2 separate regions of the Sus scrofa genome follow, and region 2 is linked to region 1. A link is a contact called in public Hi-C data. All regions are on one chromosome and are shown on one strand. The core of a region is the stretch at or near the end of the contact, and the rest is flanking DNA. Distances in the headings are between cores, read along the strand shown. Region 1 holds the start of MAF (transcription factor Maf). Region 2 overlaps MAF (transcription factor Maf).

Region 1 (2,700 bases), core at 160-2,659:
AGGCGCTCGGCCGGGCGACGTCCTGCGCGCAGTCGGGACCCCTGCACCCCCACGCGCCGGCTCCGGGAAGAGGGACAAAGAGTTTGGGTCAAGTTTGAGCTCCGGGCAGTGCCAGGCTCGGGGAAGGAAGGTCCCCTGGGTGGACACCCGGGTGCCGAAGGTGGAGTAAAGAGAAGAAGCTGCCTGGCGAATACAGGATCCAGAGAGTGGGGGTCAGGCCAATCTCCGCTGAGGGAGTGGCAGGCAAGCTGGGGCTCCGGAAGGCAGGCCTCTCTCGCTCCAAAGTAAAGCAAATCGGCCTCCCGGTCCACCTGGTTTCCCACAGCGCCGCTGGAAAACTCCTTCCCCTCTTACACCAAACTTTGTTCCCGGCTCTGCAGCCTCCTGAGGAGGCTGCGGAGCGGGAAGGGTTAAGGCTGCCCGTCCCAGCTGACAGTCAGCTGATTGGGCCCTGATTGACAGCTCCGAAAAGTTTCCTTGTCTCTACACTATTATGCTAATCGCGGCCGCCTCCCATTGGTCTGGAGTACCAGTCAATTTCCCATTTGGGCCTGACGTCACAAGTGCTATAAAACTCAGCAATTGCTTTAAACTCTTCTTGCTGGATCAGAGGCTTTAAAATCTTTTTTTCATCTTCGAGCTGTAGCTCGGGCTGCTCGTCGGCTCGGCCTCCCCCCTTTTGCTCTCCGCCTCGCCTTTCCCCGGGACTTCGCTATTTTGCTTTAAAAAAAAAAAAAAAAAAAAAAGCCAAGAAAGAACTCAACTCCCCCCTCCCTTTCCTCCAGCCCGGCTGCACCTCTGTCTTGCACTTTGCACGGAGGGAGGAAGAGCGCGAGGGAGAGAGAGAGAAAGAGAGAGAGAGAGAGAGAGAGGAAAGAAAGAGAAAAAAAAAATAAAAAGAGCCAGGCTGAAGAGGAGGCGAGAAGCATGAAGTGTTAACTCCCCCGTGCCAAGGCCAGCGCCGCCCGGACAGCCGCCCGCCGCGCTTCCAGCCCCGAGCGGCCGCCGCGCGCGCCCCGCCTGCAGCCCAGGCCGGCGAGGCGAGCCCTCCTTATGCAAAGGGCGCAGCGGAGCGGCGAGCGGGGGACGCCGCGCACCCGGCCGGGCTCCTCCGGCTTCGCCGCCGCCGCCGCCGCCGCCGCCACCGCAACCCGCGGAGGACCTTCCCGAGCCTGAAGCCGCCGGCTCGGCGCGCTAGGAGACGAGCAGGCGAGGAGGGGCCCGGGCGAGCAGCGAGCACATTGGCGTGAGCAGGGGGAGGGAGGGCGGGCGCGGGGGCGCGGGCAGGGCGGGGGGGTGTGTGCGCGCTCGGAGGTTTCGGGCCAGCCACCGCCGCGCGAGCTAGAAGCGCCCCAGCCCGGCAAGCTGGCTCACCCGCTGGCCACCCAGCACAGCCCGCTGGCCCCTCTCCTGCAGCCCATCTGGCGGAGCGGCGGCGGCGGCGGCGGCAGGAGAATGGCATCAGAACTGGCAATGAGCAACTCCGACCTGCCCACCAGTCCCCTGGCCATGGAATATGTTAATGACTTCGATCTGATGAAGTTTGAAGTGAAAAAGGAACCGGTGGAGACCGACCGCATCATCAGCCAGTGCGGCCGTCTCATCGCCGGGGGCTCGCTGTCCTCCACCCCCATGAGCACGCCGTGCAGCTCGGTGCCCCCTTCCCCCAGCTTCTCGGCGCCCAGCCCGGGCTCGGGCAGCGAGCAGAAGGCGCACCTGGAAGACTACTACTGGATGACCGGCTATCCGCAGCAGCTGAACCCCGAGGCGCTGGGCTTCAGCCCCGAGGACGCGGTCGAGGCGCTCATCAGCAACAGCCACCAGCTCCAGGGCGGCTTCGATGGCTACGCGCGCGGGGCGCAGCAGCTGGCCTCGGCGGCCGGGGCCGGCGCCGGCGCCTCCCTGGGCGGCAGCGGCGAGGAGATGGGCCCCGCCGCCGCCGTGGTGTCCGCCGTGATCGCCGCGGCCGCTGCGCAGAGCGGCGCGGGCCCGCACTACCACCACCACCACCACCACCACGCCGCTGGCCACCACCACCACCCGACGGCCGGCGCGCCCGGCGCCGCGGGCAGCGCGTCCGCCTCGGCCGGTGGCGCGGGCGGCGCGGGCAGCGGCGGCCCGGCCAGCGCCGGGGGCGGCGGCGGCGGCGGCGGCGGCGGAGGCGGCGGCGGAGCGGCGGGGGCGGGGGGCGCCCTGCACCCGCACCACGCCGCCGGCGGCCTGCACTTCGACGACCGCTTCTCCGATGAGCAGCTGGTGACCATGTCGGTGCGCGAGCTGAACCGGCAGCTGCGCGGGGTCAGCAAGGAGGAGGTGATCCGGCTGAAGCAGAAGAGGCGGACCCTGAAAAACCGCGGCTATGCCCAGTCCTGCCGCTTCAAGAGGGTGCAGCAGAGGCACGTCCTGGAGTCCGAGAAGAACCAGCTGCTGCAGCAGGTCGACCACCTCAAGCAGGAGATCTCCAGGCTGGTGCGCGAGAGGGACGCGTACAAGGAGAAATACGAGAAGTTGGTGAGCAGCGGCTTCCGAGAAAACGGCTCGAGCAGCGACAACCCGTCCTCTCCCGAGTTTTTCATGTGAGTCTGACACGCGATCCCAGCTAGCCACCTTGATAAGTGCTCCATGGGGGTCCGACTCGGGTGTGGGCTTGCCAGTTCCAGAGCCTTGCTCGCCACCACCTCGCCCCCTCCCCTCCTGAGC
Region 2 (2,700 bases), core at 37-2,536, 250 kb after region 1:
TGACTTCCTTTGTCCAGTGAGCGAGGGAGGGAATCACGTGCAGCATTTCCAGGCGGACGCATCTGAGACCAGGCGCGACGTTCCTGGAGCCCTCTCTTCTTTTGCTGCAGCAATTGCCTTCTCACGGTTGTTAGGGAGGACAAGTGTCAAAGGAGCCCCTGGTCCCAGGATAGACAGTTCTTGTATGCTCACCTTTGTTGTTTGAAGTGGCTGAGATGTGGAAGTTACTGCTTAATGACAGTCTCATGCGTCTGTCCTGATGCATACAATTGCATTTTGATCTGGACTTTCAATCTTAGCCTTCTTTCTGGCTTCCCTTTTTGCTGTGCCTTCTTCTCTTGGAAGAGTTTGGCTTTCCTGCAAGACTTGGAGCTCCTTGAGGACAGGGTCTTCTTTTCTTCTGTCTCCCTGCCTCAGGGCCCAGCACGTGAGTGCTGGGTGAGAGTGAAACCAATGTCTGAGTTGGCACAGGCAGTGCTCACCCATGGCACTGCCCCCCGGGATGAGGGAAGGTGGGTTGGTGAACTCTGACAGGACGGGTTTGTCCAGCTGGTAAGTGGTGGGGTCAGGCTGTGAACTTGGATGTGTCTGACCCTAGGGCGTACCCTCTTTCCACTGTAACACCCCATGGATGCCCCCCTGACTGGGCTTCTATCTGCTGAGCTTTCTTCTCGTGGGCAGTGCTTCCTTCACCCCATCTCCTCCCTTCCGCTGGTGGAGTTGGGATTTGCCCCTTAGGAAGCTTCCCATATGCCTCTTCCTAAGAAGGAGAAGAATTAGTATGTTTTGAGTATTTACGAGATTCCAGGTACCTGGTCCCAAAGTGGACAGTATCTATGTGAGAAATACATAGATGATTAATACAGGTTATTGCGTGTAAGACTCATGATAAAATGAGAAGCTGGACCCATTCTCATCCCGGGGGTTAAAAAAGAGGCGTATACGGCTCAGAGAGGTCAAGTCACTGGATTCAAGTCACAGAACTCGCACGTAGCAGAGCTGAGACTTGAATGCTGGTATGACTCCTTAATGGAGGAGTTTGCATTTCATGTTGCATCGTATTGGAGGGAGCTTGTATGCGTGCATGTGTGTGTGTGTGTGAGAGAGAGAGAGAGAAAGAGAAGGAGGGAGTCAGAGAAGAACTTTTCAGGAGAGTCAGTGATGATAGAGAAACATCTTTTCTGTACTTGCTGTTTATCCAAGTTTGTCACTTGTGTTTTTACAGGAAGCTGTAAGGACTTCCTGCTTTAGCTCTCACAGATGCAGGCCCTGATAACGCCCGTATTTACATACCTACGGGGCAAGGCGAGGTCCTTGAGCTGCTGACTCTTGTGGGATTTCAGGACAGGGACTGATGGATCACCTCCTCCCCTATTATCTCTCCTGCATCCTCCCGGCTCGGCTCGCAGGGGTGGATGGGGGAGGGGAGCCTTTCCTCGGTTCCTTAATGTGGCCTTTAAGCCCTGCACGAGCCCTAGGCTAAGCATTTTCAGGAGTGTGACCTCACTTGCTCCTAACACTTGCCCAGCCCTGGCCCTATGGCACCGGCACCGTTATCCCCAGTTTAGGTGTGCGTTCGGAAGTAGAGTGAGAGCACAGAGTAGGGGGCTGTGGCCAACGGGGCAGCCCCACAGTCGGAGAGTCACACAGCCCAAATGTCAGGAGGGCCCTGGTTGAGAAACTGTGAATGGTTACCCCATGGACCATTCAAGGCCTGGGACTGAACCCACCTCTGCCAGCATGGGCTCCTCCCAGCGGAGAAGCAATGGATACAAGGCCGATGCTGTCAAGAGGCCCTTCTCCAGCATCTCTGCACGTGCTTTCTCACTCCCTGTTCACACCCGGCCCCACCGTGACCACCTCCCCAATGGTTTCAGCCGACACCTCCCCGGTAACAGGTATATTTCACCTTTGTGACCTTGTAATTCTTTGCACCGGAATCCCTGTAGGCTCATCTTTGTTGTGTAGTGTTTTCAAGCTTGATCTGTAAATTACCCGACATGACAGACTTCTAATGTCACCTGAAGCTGGACTGATGGATTTCACTCAGTTAGGAAGCACTGGGGCTGTGCCCAGCTCATGCTAGATGCTAAACTGTGCACGGGGCGTTGGGGGTCGGGGTGGGGGGGAGACACAGGGGAGTCATTATAATAGTCACAGTGTCAGCAACAACTAACAGCACCCACTAAACTTTGCAATCAGCCAGGCAACATTGCAGACACCCTCCAGGGACTCTGTGGTCCATGGGAAGCCCAGAAGGGGGTGCCCAGGTGTGCCTGGGTGGTCAAGGAGGATGACTAGTGATGCAGGGCCCTGAGGGGAGACTTGGAAGCAGAGACGTGTGTGGGTGAGGGCATTACGGGCAGAAAGATGAGCATGAGGAAAAGCCTGGGGCAAGCCAAATGCAAGGTGGGTCTAGGAACTTCCAAAAAGTAATTCAGTAAGTACTGTTTTTTGTTTTGGGTGTTTTTTTTTCCCCCTCGGCTTTTTAGAGCCACACCCATGGCATATGGAAGTTCCCAGGCTAGGGGTCCAATCAGAGCTACAGCTGATGGCCTACACCACAGCAAGTGGGATCCAAGCCTCGTCTGCACCCTACACCACAGCTCATAGTAACACGGATCCTTAACCCATTGAGCGAGGCCAGGGATCGAACCCACAACCTCATGGTTTCTAGTTGGATTCATTTTTTTGCGCAAT

The links. Hi-C and Micro-C count contacts between places; a contact is called where the count stands out from the background.
Region 2: a Hi-C map of liver shows a contact between it and region 1, with 5 times the contacts expected there. The contact joins the enhancer-like site here to the promoter of MAF in region 1. A contact is called at or near these places in 1 of 5 promoter capture datasets (liver), 7 of 47 Hi-C or Micro-C datasets (heart right ventricle, liver, retroperitoneal adipose tissue and 1 more) and 2 of 2 datasets of contacts at active chromatin or transcription factors (alveolar macrophages and skeletal muscle).

What each region holds. Positions count from the first base shown.
Region 1 is chr6:8,467,327-8,470,026 of Sscrofa11.1, forward strand. It overlaps MAF (transcription factor Maf), which reads left to right and starts at 1,410. Exons shown (of 3, transcript XM_021097066.1): 1 at 1,410-2,576. The coding sequence starts at 1,456. It overlaps LOC106510467 (a long non-coding RNA gene), which reads right to left and starts at 61. Exons shown (of 2, transcript XR_001308967.2): 1 at 1-61.
Region 2 is chr6:8,714,810-8,717,509 of Sscrofa11.1, forward strand. The region is part of intron 2 of MAF (transcription factor Maf); the gene reads left to right. Among named protein-coding and RNA genes, the nearest start is that of MAF, 250 kb to the left of the region's middle. Within about 2 kb of position 1,287, at least 10 of the 83 cell types and tissues checked have an H3K27ac peak or open chromatin away from gene starts, as enhancers often do. A contact at or near this core is called in liver, where this site is marked.